Regions from separate parts of the Gossypium arboreum genome. Here region 2 is linked to region 1. Evidence: chromatin contacts called from public Hi-C data. All regions are on one chromosome and are shown on one strand. The core of a region is the stretch at or near the end of the contact, and the rest is flanking DNA. Distances in the headings are between cores, read along the strand shown.

The links. A called contact is a pair of places that touch in the nucleus more often than the background predicts.
Region 2: a contact with region 1 is called in a Hi-C map of leaf, with 5 times the contacts expected there. The contact joins the promoter of LOC108468054 here to the promoter of LOC108477492 in region 1. A contact is called at or near these places in 2 of 5 Hi-C or Micro-C datasets (both in leaf).

The regions. Positions count from the first base shown.
Region 1 is chr8:23,848,128-23,851,734 of ASM2569848v2, forward strand. It overlaps LOC108477492 (probable calcium-binding protein CML23), which reads left to right and starts at 1,804. Exons shown (of 2, transcript XM_017780037.2): 1 at 1,804-3,120; 2 at 3,522-3,607. The coding sequence starts at 2,447. The coding sequence ends at 3,061. LOC108479290 (brefeldin A-inhibited guanine nucleotide-exchange protein 2-like) reads left to right here. Exons shown (of 11, transcript XM_017781794.2): 10 at 1-528; 11 at 877-1,732. The coding sequence ends at 1,488.
Region 2 is chr8:23,992,790-23,996,396 of ASM2569848v2, forward strand. It overlaps LOC108468054 (peptidyl-prolyl cis-trans isomerase CYP18-1), which reads right to left and starts at 1,591. Exons shown (of 5, transcript XM_017768907.2): 1 at 1,370-1,591; 2 at 1,214-1,288; 3 at 281-442. The coding sequence starts at 1,372.

The DNA.
Region 1 (3,607 bases), core at 554-3,053:
CATGGTATTGATCCAGCAGGTGGTGACTCAAATGAGGAGGGAATTGTTAATGACATGGATGAACTTGATCAAGATGCATGGCTCTATGAGACATGTACATTGGCACTCCAATTAGTTGTAGATCTTTTTGTGAACTTTTATAATACCGTCCATCCACTTTTGAGGAAGGTTCTCTCTTTGCTCATAAGTTTTATCAAGCGTCCCCACCAAAGCCTAGCCGGTATTGGAACTGCTGCATTTGTACGTTTGATGAGCAATGCAGGAGATCTTTTTTCTGAGGAGAAGTGGCTGGAAGTAGGTTATTCATTAAAAGAAGCAGCTAATGCAACACTTCCTGATTTTTCATGCGTTGTTAGTGGGGATAATATGGCTGGAACCAATGAGCATGCTTTGAATAGCCAAGGTAATGAGGCTTCTGCTGGTTCTGACACATCTCAGGGCGGTTCAGAGAGCCTGAGAACACAGCATATTTATGCTTCTTTATCAGAAGCAAAATGCCGAGCTGCTGTTCAGCTTTTATTGATTCAGGTAGACTTCTCGTCTTAATATTTAAAAATCATTAGAAACCTTTCCTTGTATCATAGAACATGTAAAGATATTTGAATTTTTATACAGGTTGAGAACTATACTTTTTAATCTAATCACATTGTCAGAATTATGGAACACAGACTTGATTATTAAGACCATTTTTTAAATTGCAAATTTCTAAAAAAAAAACTAGTGCTAACTGTTCATTTTTTTTTCATTTCCTTTTTCATTTATATTTATATTTGCACAAATATCTAACTAGATAATTGGTTTTAATTTTTTTTTAAAGTTTTAAGTGTGCTAACTTTTACTTTTGGTCTGATTTTGCTGTTCTTATTCTACTGACAGGCGATGATGGAAATCTACAACATGTATCGAACTCATCTTTCAGCTAAGAACACCTTAGTCCTCTATGAAGCAATACATGATGTGGCTTCCCATGCTCACAGGATCAACATCGATTCTCTGTTACAATCCAAGCTTCAAGAGTTTGGCCCCATGATCCAAACGCAAGATCCTCCCCTATTGCGTCTTGAGAATGAGGCGTATCAGTTTTGCCTTACACTCTTGCAGAATCTGATACTAGATAGGCCTCCAAGGTACGAGGAGGTTGAAGTAGAGTCCCATCTTGTTGATCTTTGCCAGGAGGTATTACTGTTTTATATAGAAACTGCACGGTCTGGGCAGACTTCTGAAACATCTCCGGAGGAGCAAAGCCAGTGGTTGATTCCTTCAGTTTCTGGGAAACGGAGAGAATTGGCTTCCCGTGCACCACTGATTGTGGCGACTCTCCAGGCCATTTGTAGTTTGGGAGACACCTTGTTCGAGAAGAACTTGGTTCAATTCTTCCCACTTCTTGCGAGCTTGATAAGTTGTGAGCATGGTTCAAATGAGGTCCAGGTAGCTCTTAGCGATATGCTTAGCTCCTCTGTGGGCCCTGTTTTACTGCGATCCTGTTGACCTTGGTAAAATTGGACCGTCGTTTGGATGTGTGATATATTTGCTTTCGTTTACCTCTCATCTTACTCTAAAAGTTTTCACCCTCTCTTTTAGTTTTATAATAATTGTCACCGGTAATATAGTTTCAGTGTATGCAGAGCTCTATTCATAGATATCATCTGGGGAATTTTCTGTTGTATGATAGTTATTATTATTTTCCCTTGAAATGATTTTCAGAACATTACTTTTTTTTTTCTGTAAGAAATTTTCTTATTAAATACGTGAGTTTGACACTTCTCAATTTCTTGATAGACAAGTGATTGAAATTCCGGTTTAGAGTCCTATTATTGTCCATTACTTGGGAACTTAAAATTTCTAGACTATGTTGAGAGCTTGAGATTGGTAAAAGAAAGGCAAGCTTGGGCTTGAGGGGTTAAGTAATGGAGGAAAGCATCAACTACCATGATTTGTCGTTGTATAAAGTGTAAAGAGTTTGGGATAAGAACTCGAAAATGTTGAAACTAGTTGCTTGGCTTCCTTCCAAAAAGCTGAAGGCAAAGCTGCGGCGGCCGCGACATCTAAAAGCCAAACACGAGCATAGTTATGCCGGTCCCCATTCGGTAGCTGCTTGTTTTTTATCAATTCAGCTGGCATCCACCAGACAAAAGAGACTTAATCAACAATATCACTACGTTAAAAAGACTTCGTCAAAATTTTGATTCTCCATTACTACCCTTCTCCCTATCCGTTTCACAAGGTTGAAAATGACGGAGAATATCCCTTCTCAATAGGGGTTATTAGGTCTTTTCCCAAAGGTATTGTCCCCATAAAAATTATTGCTAGTTGACAAATTACTAAGTTTCTTGAAAAGAGCCATAACTTTCCGTTTTCAGCTTTCTACCATCGAAGATTGCAAACAGCCACCATTCCTAGCAAGACAAGTACCATTCTTTTTTACGAGCTTTCCTTTCATTGGATTATGCTAAGTTCTTGGAAAACCTGTTGGATCTCTCTGTTTAAGAGAGTTCAACAGTTCCTTCACGTCGACCGTTGCAAGAGAAGATCAAAGCACCACCGGTTACCATCGAGTTGCGATGTGATAACATCGTCTTTTGCTACCATGGAACTGTCAAATCAGTTTAAACAAGTCTTCAAAGTGATGGACGCAAATGGCGATGGGAAGATATCTTCATTGGAGCTCAGACAGGTGCTTTTATGCCTCGGACATGAAAAATCCACGGCCTCCAAAGCAGCGGAAGGTATGATTAGAGAAATGGATTTCAACGGCGACGGTTTCATCGATTTGGATGAGTTCATGCACGCGGTTGTCAACACCACCAGCGACGGAGCAATTTCTAGCTGCAGCAGCGGCGACGACGATCATTTAATGGACGCTTTTCTCATCTTCGATAAAGATAAAAACGGATTCATCTCGGCCAAAGAATTGCGCAATGTTTTGATTAGCCTAGGGTTCAACAAGTGCAGTCTTAAACAGTGTAAGCGCATGATTAGAGGCGTCGATAAGGATGGAGATGGGTTTGTGGACTTCAAAGAATTTCGATTAATGATGAGCGCCGCAGAACGCAGCAGCTGAAACATGTTGCAGAAAAAGTCAAATAAAACGCGTAATCGTTGAATATTCTCATTTCTCAGGTACTCATAATAATTCTTTTTTATTTTTCCCATATTCTGTCTGTCTAGAACCTTTTATCATTTGAAACTCAGTCTAAATCTCTAATTAAATCATATCCCTTTGACCTAATCCAATTGTTTCCTCGTAACCTTAATATTATTTTCTATCAAATATTATTTCATACCATGCCTAAATTCGTAATCGTATCACTATTCACTCCAATTTTTAAGTTACACTTGTTTCCCACCAAGTTTTATATTTTAGAACGCCTAGTACAATTATGGGAAAGCTGTAGAAAGGTGATGGTCAGATGTTTCTCACAAATGCCGCAAATTTTACTGAATATAGATGCCCATAACTCATTCAGTTGTAAGCTTAATCAACGGTGCTCCTTGTTTCCCTTCCTTTTCTTCTATTCCAGGAAGCTTAATCAACACAAGTATTTGCGGCAATGGGTCCTACCATCATTTCTCCCATGCCATATTACTTTTTCAAATTTTCAAATTT
Region 2 (3,607 bases), core at 341-2,840, 140 kb after region 1:
AAAGGAAAAGTCGGCTAAGCTAGTTTCCATTTACTCAGCAAGGTTAAAACCTGGACATCAAATGGAGAGTATAGGTTCTCCATTAGAAAGCTAACCAATCTCCTTAATCAGCAGAAGCAGACGAGAAAGAAGAGAGTTTCCACCCTGCGCCCCCCCCCCCCTTCCCTTAATGGGTAAAGGTTGGGTGACAAACTTCTCTCGAAAAACCTCGAAAGATAGCATGAGCCGAAGTTCACGATGTAAAACTTTATTGTTTCACTAACTATTAAACTTAGCATACCTTGAGGGATTCTCTGATCTCGTCATTGAACTTCTTGCCCCATATGCTAGTTCCCCCTTTGCCTGCTCCGGTCGGGTCTCCACCTTGAATCATAAACCCTTTAATATTCCTGTGAAATATAGTCCCATCATAATAACCACTAGCACAGAGTGCCAAGAAGTTCTGCATCCAAATGAAATATTAGTATTATTTACAAGGGAAAAAAAAGTAAGAAACAATAAGTAATTTATAAATCACAACAAAAGCATTTCACTGAAACAGATGCATCACGAAGCTGTGCACCGTATGAGTTTAAAATTTATCCATTTAATTAAAGCAAGCAAGAGTTAAATTTACATTTATACATTGAAAAAGGAAAACATACAAGTATAGGCCATGTTACGTGCTCTCAAGTGTGAGTGTGAGATGCAGGTATGTATCTGATACGGATAAGTTCAATTTTTATCCTGTATTTGAAAGGTCCTTGGAGGATCGTATTCCTAAACTCATGTTCGGATATGTGTTGGACATAGCTCCAAACACGAGTGCTTAAGAAAATAGGAGTCTAAGCAAAATAGTGTACAGGTATATAGCAAAATTATATCTATATATAGTGAGGTAACTTACTAATAAAGACGGAGAAAATCACCCTTCAAGTGTAACAGAAAAATATAAGTCATAATCTCCAAAAAAAACTACATAGAATTCCTCTCCAATTTCACAACTTCAGGGCTAAAGAAGTTAAATTACAAACTTGGGTTTAGGGCACACCAATTGGTACCGACTTTAAGCGGAATTCTAATCATAACGTATACTTTATCATCTTCTGACTATCTTTCTGAACAGCTTGCGGCAGCAGAAGCTTAAGCTAGTATTATTTTCTGATAAATAAAATCAAAGTACTGAAAAGGAAATAAAAGAAGGAAAATAATTGAAGGAAAAGGGGGTCCTAACCTCTGCCGTTTTAGCGACCTCGTCGCAGAAGATCTCGCACTTAATGTCACCAAGATTTGTATGCAAAGTAACCGACTGCAATACCCAAGGCAAGTATCGATTAGTTGTTGGTAACGCATTGTATGTGTTCGATAAAATTACTCAAACAGAACTCACCATGTTATGAATAGGATCAGAAATCGATATCGAAACAAAGGGAGTTTCTTTGGGTTTGAGCAAGTGTCTGGTTTTGAGCTTTCGGGGTTCAAAGGCTTGAGAATTGCCGTGGCTTTTTAAAGATGTTTCTAGACTGCGGTCACCACGACGGCCTGCGCTGCCTTTATATGCTTGAAGTGGGCCAATGTTTTGCACCACAGGCCTAAAATTAATAAATATAATAGTACCAAAAAAGGCTCATTTCTGAAATTATATATGAAAATAGGTTGCTTCAAAAAATAATTATTGGAATAAATTAAAAACACTAAAACGCATTGATATGGACGTGTTTTTAGGGGAAAACGCAGAAAAGCACACCGATGAAGACGTGTTCTTCCTCGTGTTAGGCAAAAGCGTGCTAACGTGGACGAGCTTTAGTAAAAAGCGCTAATGGGACGTGTTTTTCCTCGTGTTTAATTAGGGATTTTGGGTTATTTGTAAATTAGGGCTTAAGTTAGGGTTTGGAGTTTATTTTGGGTTTAAGAAAAAATAATTTATGATTTAGGGTCTAGTGTTTAGGGTTTTATTATTTGATTTTTTTAATTACTAAGTATTGTTTTGGAAGAAATAAATTTGACAAGATGGGATATGAAAAAATAAATTTCACATGATGTGTTCTGAAAAAATTATTTGACGAGATGGATTTTGTTTTTGTTTTTTTGTATAGTCAATAATAGTACAGAAAAAGCTTCCAACTAGACTTTTTTTGTACTAATGATTCTGAAAAAATAAATTTGAGAAGATGGTTCTGAAAAATATCCCAAGATTCTCGAGAAATCTGATAGTTGGGGTTGAAAAACGCTTCAAGCTCAATGCATTGTCAGTAAAAGTACTAAAAAAGCTCTTAACTGGACGCTCTTTTCAACAGTGCTGGTGACAGTGCATCCCACTATTTCTTAGGCTATAAATGACCCAAATTTCATTCTCTTGTTGCATAAATTACAATGAGAGGAATTGAAGAAGTTCAAAAGAATAGAAATTGAAGAAGTTGAAAAGGTATAAGTTGATTTATTGTGTTAATATTTATACGAATCATTATATTTTTGCATAATGTTTTTTGTTTTGAATTTTTTTAGACAGATAATTTTGTTGAAAATGAGTGGACGTATTAGTGTTGTTATTTACTACGGGCGGTGAGGTCCATGACACCAAGGACGGTATTGTATTTTTATTGGAGAACACAGCGTGACTGGTTTTTAACCAGAACATAGAATTGACAGAACTTCGTAAAAGAATTAGGTGTAAAATCTTCGGAACAACGCCAATGAGAGTTTCGTCTATTAAGTATCAATTTTGTGTTTTGACTGATCCCGTGACATATGACTCATTTGATATCAAAGGTGCTCGTGCTTGGAGGCGATGATGCAGACGCACCTCGCTAGTGGATCACCCTATCTTAAGTTATATGTGGAATTTTCAACGTCAAATGAAACACTTGCAACTTCAACATCTACTACTGTTCGAGAGGAATACACGACCCCTACCTGACACTCCATTAGTGGGAGGCAAAACACGGAACCGTCCGTTTTTTGTGATAGGAAGGAATACACGATCCCTGCACGACACTGCGTTAGTGGATGGGACATGCACCTCTGTGGGTTAATGTTCAATGCTGAAAATACTTACTAGGGAATGGCATCAACTTCTAGTTGTTAGTAATCCACATTTGATTGGGGACGTTTTGAAACGTACAAGGGAAGGAATGATGTACTCCCTACAACGTCCATCGGCGAGGAGATATTTTTAGTCAAATCGAAACAGTGGTTTTGGGACAACAAATCCTAAGTCAAAATAATTATTTTATTATTATTTTAATATTTACAACATGATAATATGATGGTGTAAAAAAATTCATTAAGAAATTTTATCGTTTGAGTGTTTAATTCGATATAAAGGACTAAATCGCGTAAAGTGCAAAAGTTATGTTCTATTAGTTAAACGTATCTAATAGCTATGAATCATTAAATTAGAGGTCCTTATGTTGTAATTATACCATTTGAAACATGAATGGACAAAGATGGACATGGTTAGGTGAATTTTTAATGTTATACATTAAGGTTAAATTGGTAAATAGTTAATTAAAAGATGATTTAATAAAACAAAATGTAATTTTATTCATTCATCATCTTCCTAGCCGAATCTAGGGCATAGAAAAACCATGAAAAGAGTTTTAAGCATTTGTCCTTGTCTTCTTGAGCA